2 separate regions of the Sus scrofa genome follow, and region 2 is linked to region 1. Evidence: chromatin contacts called from public Hi-C data. All regions are on one chromosome and are shown on one strand. The core of a region is the stretch at or near the end of the contact, and the rest is flanking DNA. Distances in the headings are between cores, read along the strand shown.

Region 1 (3,562 bases), core at 247-2,746:
CATTAAAATAGCAGAGACTCAGGCGAAAAACTTCCCAATGCAATCTCCTATTTGGATCTCCAGCGGCAGGGCTCATAGGCGCCAGTCTGCTTCTTGTAACAATTATTTGATTGAAAACAGCCCTTTAGTTAACAGATTGGGAAGTCGGAATCCCACATCACAGGGGCTGAGGCACAGGGCAGCAATGCTTGGCTAGCCTGGTCCCAGAGGGCTGGAGTTTTAGGGAGGGAGGATCCCGATGGAATTTGCGGTGATAAGATTAATTACACGGGGGTTAGTACCTCGTAGTACCAGAGCATGAGCAGAAAACAGCCCAGGCATGATACTGGCACATAAAACCGGGACACAGTTACACAGTTTCCTCTGCCACCTTCCATAGTTACTGGCATTTTTTTTTTTTTTTTTAAGGAAAATCTTCCGTGAATTTGAGTAACAGGAGCCAGATGCCTCTTCACATCTAGTACACGTAAACAATGTACTACGTGTTATACAACCAAGTACACATTCATCTACCAAACCCAACATTTTACAGATTCGCAAGTACACGCGCGCGCGCGCGCACACACCCCGAGTGCCGGTTCACCGACCGGTGGCACAAGCAAACACTCACCATTTATTCAGCCACAGAGCGCTTTGCTGTCACTTGACATTAACTCAGAAGGGAATTCAGAAGCCTACGAGAGAACGGGGATAAAAGGCTCGACGTTAGACAACTTCAGGAGAAAGAGCTTTTTTTTTTCTTTTTCCAAGTAGCCCATAGAACAGCAAGTTCCAGTAAAGACGTTTACGCTAATTGCAGACTCAAAGATTGATGCGTTAACCTCTCAGAACTAACCTATCAGCAATTTCCCGCATAACTCAATCTACAGCAGATTTGTAAAAAAAAACAAAAAAAAAAAACAAAAAAAACTAAAACTAATAACAATGAAGTTAATTAGCTCATTTGTGAGTCACCGACTGCGGCCGGCGGTCTCGACAATGGGTCGGCCAGTGGCAGCCCAGGCATCGCCCGGCTGCGCGGCCGCGAGCGGGGCACCAGGAGCAGGTCTTACCTGCAAGGACAGGATGCTGATGTCCGTATTTAGGGTGGTCAGCGGCGTCCTGGATGCCTGGCTCTGCCCGGGTCGCTGGTGGTGCAGGCTGACAATAGTGGGGTGCGAGTCCAGGGCGATCTGCAGGTCCAAGATGTAGTCGATGACGTGCTGCAGGATTTCCATCTTGCTCACCTTCTTGTTCTGAGGGATGCTGGGCACCAGCTCCTTGAGCTTGGAGTAGCAGTCGTTCATGTTGTACAGCAGGCTCATCGGGTCGTCCACCGGGGTTTTGCTCCGGGAGATGCCCAGGCTGTGGTCCGAAAGGCTGTTTTTCCTAACGGACCTCACTGGACTGAAGGCTTTCATGCTGACCGCAGGAAAGAAGAGACCGGGAGGAGGGAGCGGGCTGCCCCGGAGCTCAGGACGCCGCCGCTGCCGCCGCCGCCGCCGCCTGCAGAGCTTCCTACGCTCGGCACCAGGCTCGGCTCAGAACGAAGCAGGGAGCCCGGCCGGGCGGCTTTTATCAGCGCTCGCCGGGGCCACACGATCCGGCTGCCTTGCGTCCCCATTGGTGGAGGGCGGCGCGTCCATCAGGCCGGGCGGGCACCCCCATTGGCCGGCGCGGGCGCGGGGCGAGCGCTCGGTCCTTCCGCGTTCGCAGCCAATCCCCGCGGCGCGAGCCCAGCTGGGGTGGTAAATAGAGTACAGTAAGCGCCGGGCCGGAGGGGAGCGCAGGGGAAGGGGAGGGCTGGGGGGAGAGAAGCGGGTGGGGGTAGAGGAGGGGGTCGCGGACAGGGTGGGGGAGGGGGAGACCCCAGGAACCTCAATGTGCATCTTAATCCCCTGTTAATCCCAACGGCGAGGCCGGACTCTCTCCCTAAGGTGTCTCCCGAGGAAGCCTTCTACACCTCGGGGCTTTGAGCATCCCTAAAACCACAGCCACCGAGGCCAGGTCTGCGCAGCGGAGGGAAAGCCACCACGGTCCCCTGCGCCCCACGGAATGTCAGCAAGATAGAAAGCATTTCTGAAGAAAGTGAAAACGCACATAAGTTTGCCGTCGCCAAGTGACGTCTGTAGTGTGAGTTGGGTCTCTTAAGATAAGGAAAAGCTTTGTAAAAAACAAAACCAAAATCACCCACGCGCGCATTCAACGACAGGTTTAGTGTGGGATCGTGCAACTCGGAGCAACGCAGGAGGCGTTGTTGTAAACTCGGTGAAGTGAGTGCTTATTGGAACCTGTGCTGATCGCTGAGGAGCTCTGAGCGCAGGACGCTTTCTGGCTTCCTTTTCTAGAAGGAGGAAGGGCTATCTATGATAATGATCCTACGAAGCGGAAATCATTAGGAGAATTTGCGTATGGAAGCTGTATTTACGTACACTGCCTTCCGAGGCTGCCAGTCTGTCCTCTGCAGTGTAGGTGGCAAAGTAAGGTGATTAATTATGCACAAGTCGTGATTTCTGGTGTCACATTCCAGTCCTACTGTATTTTTAAAGCTTTGTGACAGGTAGGTGGCTCCAGCCAGTGGTGGATATCTTCACATTGTTGTTGTTGTTTTGTTGCTGTTGTTGTTGTTGTTCTTTAAATCTGTCATATACCAAGTTTGGACTCTTTTCAGCACTAGCCTTAGGGGCAGGTTCAGGTTGTTTCCTTCCCTCTTTTCCCCTATTAAATCTTGAAGAACTTATTCTGCCATCTACATTTTCTACAAAGCTTGGAGTTACTTGCTCAAATCCTTTTCAGTTAATTCACACATTAATTCTAGCTTAACTGAAGACCATGATAAATTAGTGTGTTGAAAACCATATTTCTCTAGAATACAATAAGCTAGAAAATCTGAGACAACATGATGTCTCTAAGTATCTTATGTTTTGTCTCAATCTCCTTTGCACTTGGCGGGGGGGGGGGGCAGAACTGGAGAAAAAGCAAAGTTTAATAATGGGGACACAGTATTTTTTCCATCAATTAATGATTAACTCTTCAGCTGGTGGCCCGAGGGTCTGGTCTCTGACACCAGTTGCCGCCATGCGCCTGCCTCAGGGCTTCTCTCCAGGGAGGAAGAGCTGGTGGCAACGAGGTGGGTGTCACTTTCAGAAAATCCAGCCGCTTTGGTTTTGGAGGATGGAAGTGGATGGTTCTCTGACCCGCAGAGAAATCTGCTCAGGGCCTGGCCGGGAAAATGAAGCCTGCAATTCTGTTCCTGACAGTATTCGATTAAAAACCTCTCCTCTGATAATAAGTCTGGAAATGATTTCATACCCGAGTCCCCCACAGTTCGAGCCTTTTGATGTACTTTGTGTGCATGTGTTTCTGTCACATACGTGCCACAGTGGAACAGATTTTGTTTTGACACTATTTTGGTTCATGATGTTATACTTTGACTATTTTACAATAATAGCCAATGTAAACAAACATCTTTGGGATTCTCAAATTATTACTTGTGATTCTTGGACATTGCAGCTCTGCGATACTGACGCATGCCTAGCTTTTTCCAAGGACACCGTATGTTAACGTCCCTGCCAGCCTCATT
Region 2 (4,020 bases), core at 1,036-3,535, 1.4 Mb after region 1:
GCTACGGGGACAGGCTTCCCCCATCTCGACACCAGAAAGACTCTCAAGAGGGAGGAGAAAGTGGAACAAAAGGCGGTGGTAGGGCCAAATTATGAACCACAGTGGAAAAACAGGCGACGTGGCTCCCAGCGTCTGGCCCTGCCCGCCGTCTGGCTGAGCCGCACGTTCCCCCACTGAGCGCCAGCGGCTCCAGCTAAAGTGTGTGAGGGCCCTTCCAGTTCCCAAACCACATCAACCCACAGGACAAGCAGCACGCTCAGGTGACAATCTGGATGCAGGGACCACACAGGAGTGAACCCGGGGAACTGGAACACGTTTACGGAATGTAGGGCTTTGAAAGTGCCCTTGCAGTTTTCATACCCCCATCTTCAGGGCCCACGGGCACTACACCGTTCCTCTGCCCGCTGCTCCCCCCACCTGAGTTCACCCTTCATCAGCTCCCCTTCCAAGGGTACTGACATTTCAATCAGAGCAGCTTTCAACAGGATTCCAACTGTAATTGTGCTGGATCTGGAAACTACCCCCTCCCCCCATTAAAATGAGGTCATTTCCATCCAGGTTTCTCAGTAGGTTCTCAATCCCTGCCTGACCTTTGATAAAGCGCGGAGGTGGGAGCCCGTGCTGGGACGAAAGGCCGCACACTCCACATGCCTTCTTCACTCTAAAGCAGTGCTCCGCTCACTCTCCTCCAAAACCATCCGTGACTCTAAGAGCAACAGGATCGAGTTTAAAGCGGGCCCGGAATGCCCAATTTCACGATTTACCCTCATCTGACTACTCTGGGCATAGTTCCTTTGCACTCTCTAAAAAAATAAGAAAAGCAAAAATTGAAAAGGCCCTAGAAAACCTCAAAAGACCAGGTCATCCTCGGTACCAGGAGAGGGATTCCAATCCCAGGGGCACTGGAGCTGCAAGTGCGGGAAAGTTCGGGGCACACCCCTGAAGTTCCATCCCCTCCTTCTGCTGGGCAGTTCCCTCTGCCCAGATTCCTTCTACCACCTGCAACCCGCCCCACCTTCAAGCATGGCTCTGTCACCCTCCTGAGCAGCAGCCCAGACCCTCCTCTCCGGGCCTCGCCCTCCTGGGAAGTCGCCCAAGCTCCGCAGGGTCTGCACCACCTCATTTTCCATCTTACACTTTTCAACACAGCTTGTCTGCCGGCTGCCCCTGGCCGGTGCACTGGAATGTGTCCTTATTAGATCCCCAGGCCCCCCTCCTAGGAAAGCGCTTCCTTCCCACAACAATTGAGAGCAAGACCAAGTGGGGTCTGTTCCTGGCTCAGAGACCAGAGCTCCCTCCCCAAGGGTCAGCAGGATTCCCTGGGCCGCCTTCCCCACCTTAGGCCTGGCACAAGGCAACTGTGGGATATTTTTCTAGTGGGTTTATTATTCTTCTTCTTCACTGGGAAGAGGGCAGAGAGAGAACTTTTGTCGTGACCAATCACCCTAAGACCTGCCTATGGAGACCATCAGGGTACAGAAAGTAACCCCTTTCTCCCCATGCCTGACCCTACGGCTCCCGGCTCGCACGAGTTCCCAGGGCTGGGTGCCCGGGATGGTGCAGGGGAGTCGGGGCATCACTGCCTGCTGGTGGGGTGCTTAGACCAACAAGGAAGTTTCTGCGCACCCCTTGGGAGAGGACGGTTTGGGAAGCAGGGAGGCGGGCCACTGAGGTCACTGGGCATCTGGACATGCACCGCCGAGCTCACAGGGCACCCGCCCACTCCACCAGGCTGACCTTTGGCCGCCTCCCCGCTCCCCAGCAGGTCGCCCTCGCCAGACCTCCTGGAACTGGGCATGAGTCCTGCAGCCCCCAACCCAGAGCCGTCCCCGCCCGCCACCTCTTCCCCCTGACGGGCCGGGGCGCGGGCACATGCCGATGCAGAGCCAACGTGTCCTCGGCCCTGGGGCCACCGAGGGGCAAGGCCAGGGTGGCGCCCCTGGCACGGACCCGCCATCGCCCCCGCCCGATCCCCGCGCCCGAAGCCGGCTCGGCACCGCCACCTCCACCGGGCCCCTCGGCCGCGCCCAGCTCCCGCGAGACGGACACAAAGGGGACGCGCGACACCCACCTGGTCCCGCGCGGCTGGGGCCCCGGGGCCGCCGCTCCTGCTCGGCCGCGGGCGGGGCTCCGAGCTCCGCGCCGAGGTCCGCGGTCGGGTGCCTGGGTCCGCGCTGCAAGTGGGCCGCCCGCGCCGCCCTGCCCGGAGCCGCCCTTTATTCCCGCCCGCCCTCCAGCCGGGGCGCACCGCCCGCGGGGGGAGAGTGGGCGGCGGCGCGAGCGGCACAAAGACGCGGGGCGCAGAGGCTCGGCCCGAGCGCCCCCGCCCGGCGCGCAGCGCCCCCTGCCGCCAGCCCGCCCGCCCGCCGCGCCCCGCCCTCGGCCGCGCAGGCCCGGGGACTCCCGCTCGCCCACCGAGGACCACGGGGCCCACGCCGCCCAGGGGATCACGAGGCGCCTCGTCCGGCGGCGGCCAGAAGACCGTCCCTGAGGCGGATGCTCCGGGGCCTCAAGATGAGCCAGCTCGGAGAGTAGTGGGTGAGCCCCAAACACGCTTGGCCGGCGGTAGAAACCCTCTCCGGCTGCGCAGGAGGCCAGGGCTCCAGTCCTGCCACCGACCAGATCGGGCCCCCTAGAACCTCGGCCTGATGCCCTGGCATGTGAGGACCTCGCGATGAAGGCTGAGGGCCTTGCTGTGCCAGCGTCACATGTCTTTCTGCCCCACTCCCTCATCGCTTTGAAGGATGGAGGAGAGGGGGCAACTTGGCAGTCCCTCCGTTCTGTGGATTCCAGAGTTCCTGGCACAGCAATTTCTTTCCTATTCTTAGGGTTCCCAGCTTGTTAGAGTCCAAGATCTTTGAAGGTAGAATTTTCCTGTAAGATTTATCTTTGCCACTCCCTCTGGTAGAAGTTACCCAAGCGCTAAATCATGTGTCTCAGGCATGCAGAGTTGAACAGAAATAACCGGTGTGTATGAAGAATGCTTTCTTCAAAGGAGACGCTCTTTTCTGCAGAAGTGAGGGGAAACCCACATCACAGGTCCCTTCCTCGGCGCCCTCCCTCCACAGCCTCGCCTCTGAATTCTGATGCATCACCTACCAGCCGCGTGACCTTAAGTTACTTAACTTTGTTGTGCTTCCATTTTCTTATCTGAAAAATGCAGATCTTGGCAGGGATTCAGTAAGGCAGATATGCATAAAGAAGTATCGACGTAACTGGAAAATGTTCAGGATTCACTCCATCACCCTTAGCTGTTCCCTGTCTCATTTTCCCCCAATTAAACAAGATTCCTAACTGTCTTGACATTCTGCATAATTTGTCTTCCTCTACTGCATATACATCTTTAAAAAAAAAAAATCACAAATCCATCTCCTCTACATTGAGCAGTTATTCTGGTAAATATTTCCCTCCCCCAAATATGAATGAGCATTTCTGATGCCTCTGTCAAATTCTTTGTGCAAATGTCATCATTCAAGCAAAAGGCACAATGGAAAGAATCTTACCAGCACTTGAAAATGACAATAGTTCTGCAGAAAGGCCTAAGCTTCACAGAAAATATAAGCCCCACCCCCGCCCCATCCTCTGCTTGTGGTACCTGGGAGGTAGGGGTGTGATACTCCTTGTGAATGAGTGATTCTATGAATGAATGAGAGGATGGCAGCAGACACACAGGGAAGGTGATAAATGGGTCCGTGCTGAGATGCAGATGTTTCTGTGGTAAGCAGGGACATTGGGAGTCAAGTGGGGAGGAAACAGCTGAGGCTGCCCCGGGAGTGATGAGGTGCACACACCAGCCTCTTACCCACCTGTGCCATTGAGACTTGTACGTGCTTCCCCGGGGATGCGTGTGTCTGTGTGTGTGCATGTGTGTGTACCTGTGACTTCCTTCCCACGTGTGTTTGCGGCCATTAACACGACTGTTGTGGGGGACATGGGGAAAGAGGATGCCACCCCGATGATGCCATTTGCATCAGGCCATCCAGGGCATCTCAGATGCACTTATTCTTCCTGGAGTCTTCC

Evidence for each region. Hi-C and Micro-C count contacts between places; a contact is called where the count stands out from the background.
Region 2: a Hi-C map of omental adipose tissue shows a contact between it and region 1, with 2.4 times the contacts expected there. The contact joins the promoter of RNF144A here to the promoter of ID2 in region 1. A contact is called at or near these places in 5 of 47 Hi-C or Micro-C datasets (embryonic fibroblasts, heart right ventricle, mesenteric adipose tissue and 2 more).

What each region holds. Positions count from the first base shown.
Region 1 is chr3:127,501,711-127,505,272 of Sscrofa11.1, forward strand. ID2 (inhibitor of DNA binding 2, HLH protein) reads right to left here and starts at 1,497. Exons shown (of 3, transcript NM_001037965.1): 1 at 1,053-1,497; 2 at 611-674. The coding sequence starts at 1,400. The coding sequence ends at 618. LOC106509912 (a long non-coding RNA gene) reads left to right here and starts at 1,799. Exons shown (of 3, transcript XR_002342872.1): 1 at 1,799-2,539.
Region 2 is chr3:128,864,818-128,868,837 of Sscrofa11.1, forward strand. RNF144A (E3 ubiquitin-protein ligase RNF144A) reads right to left here and starts at 2,286. Exons shown (of 11, transcript XM_021087902.1): 1 at 2,072-2,286.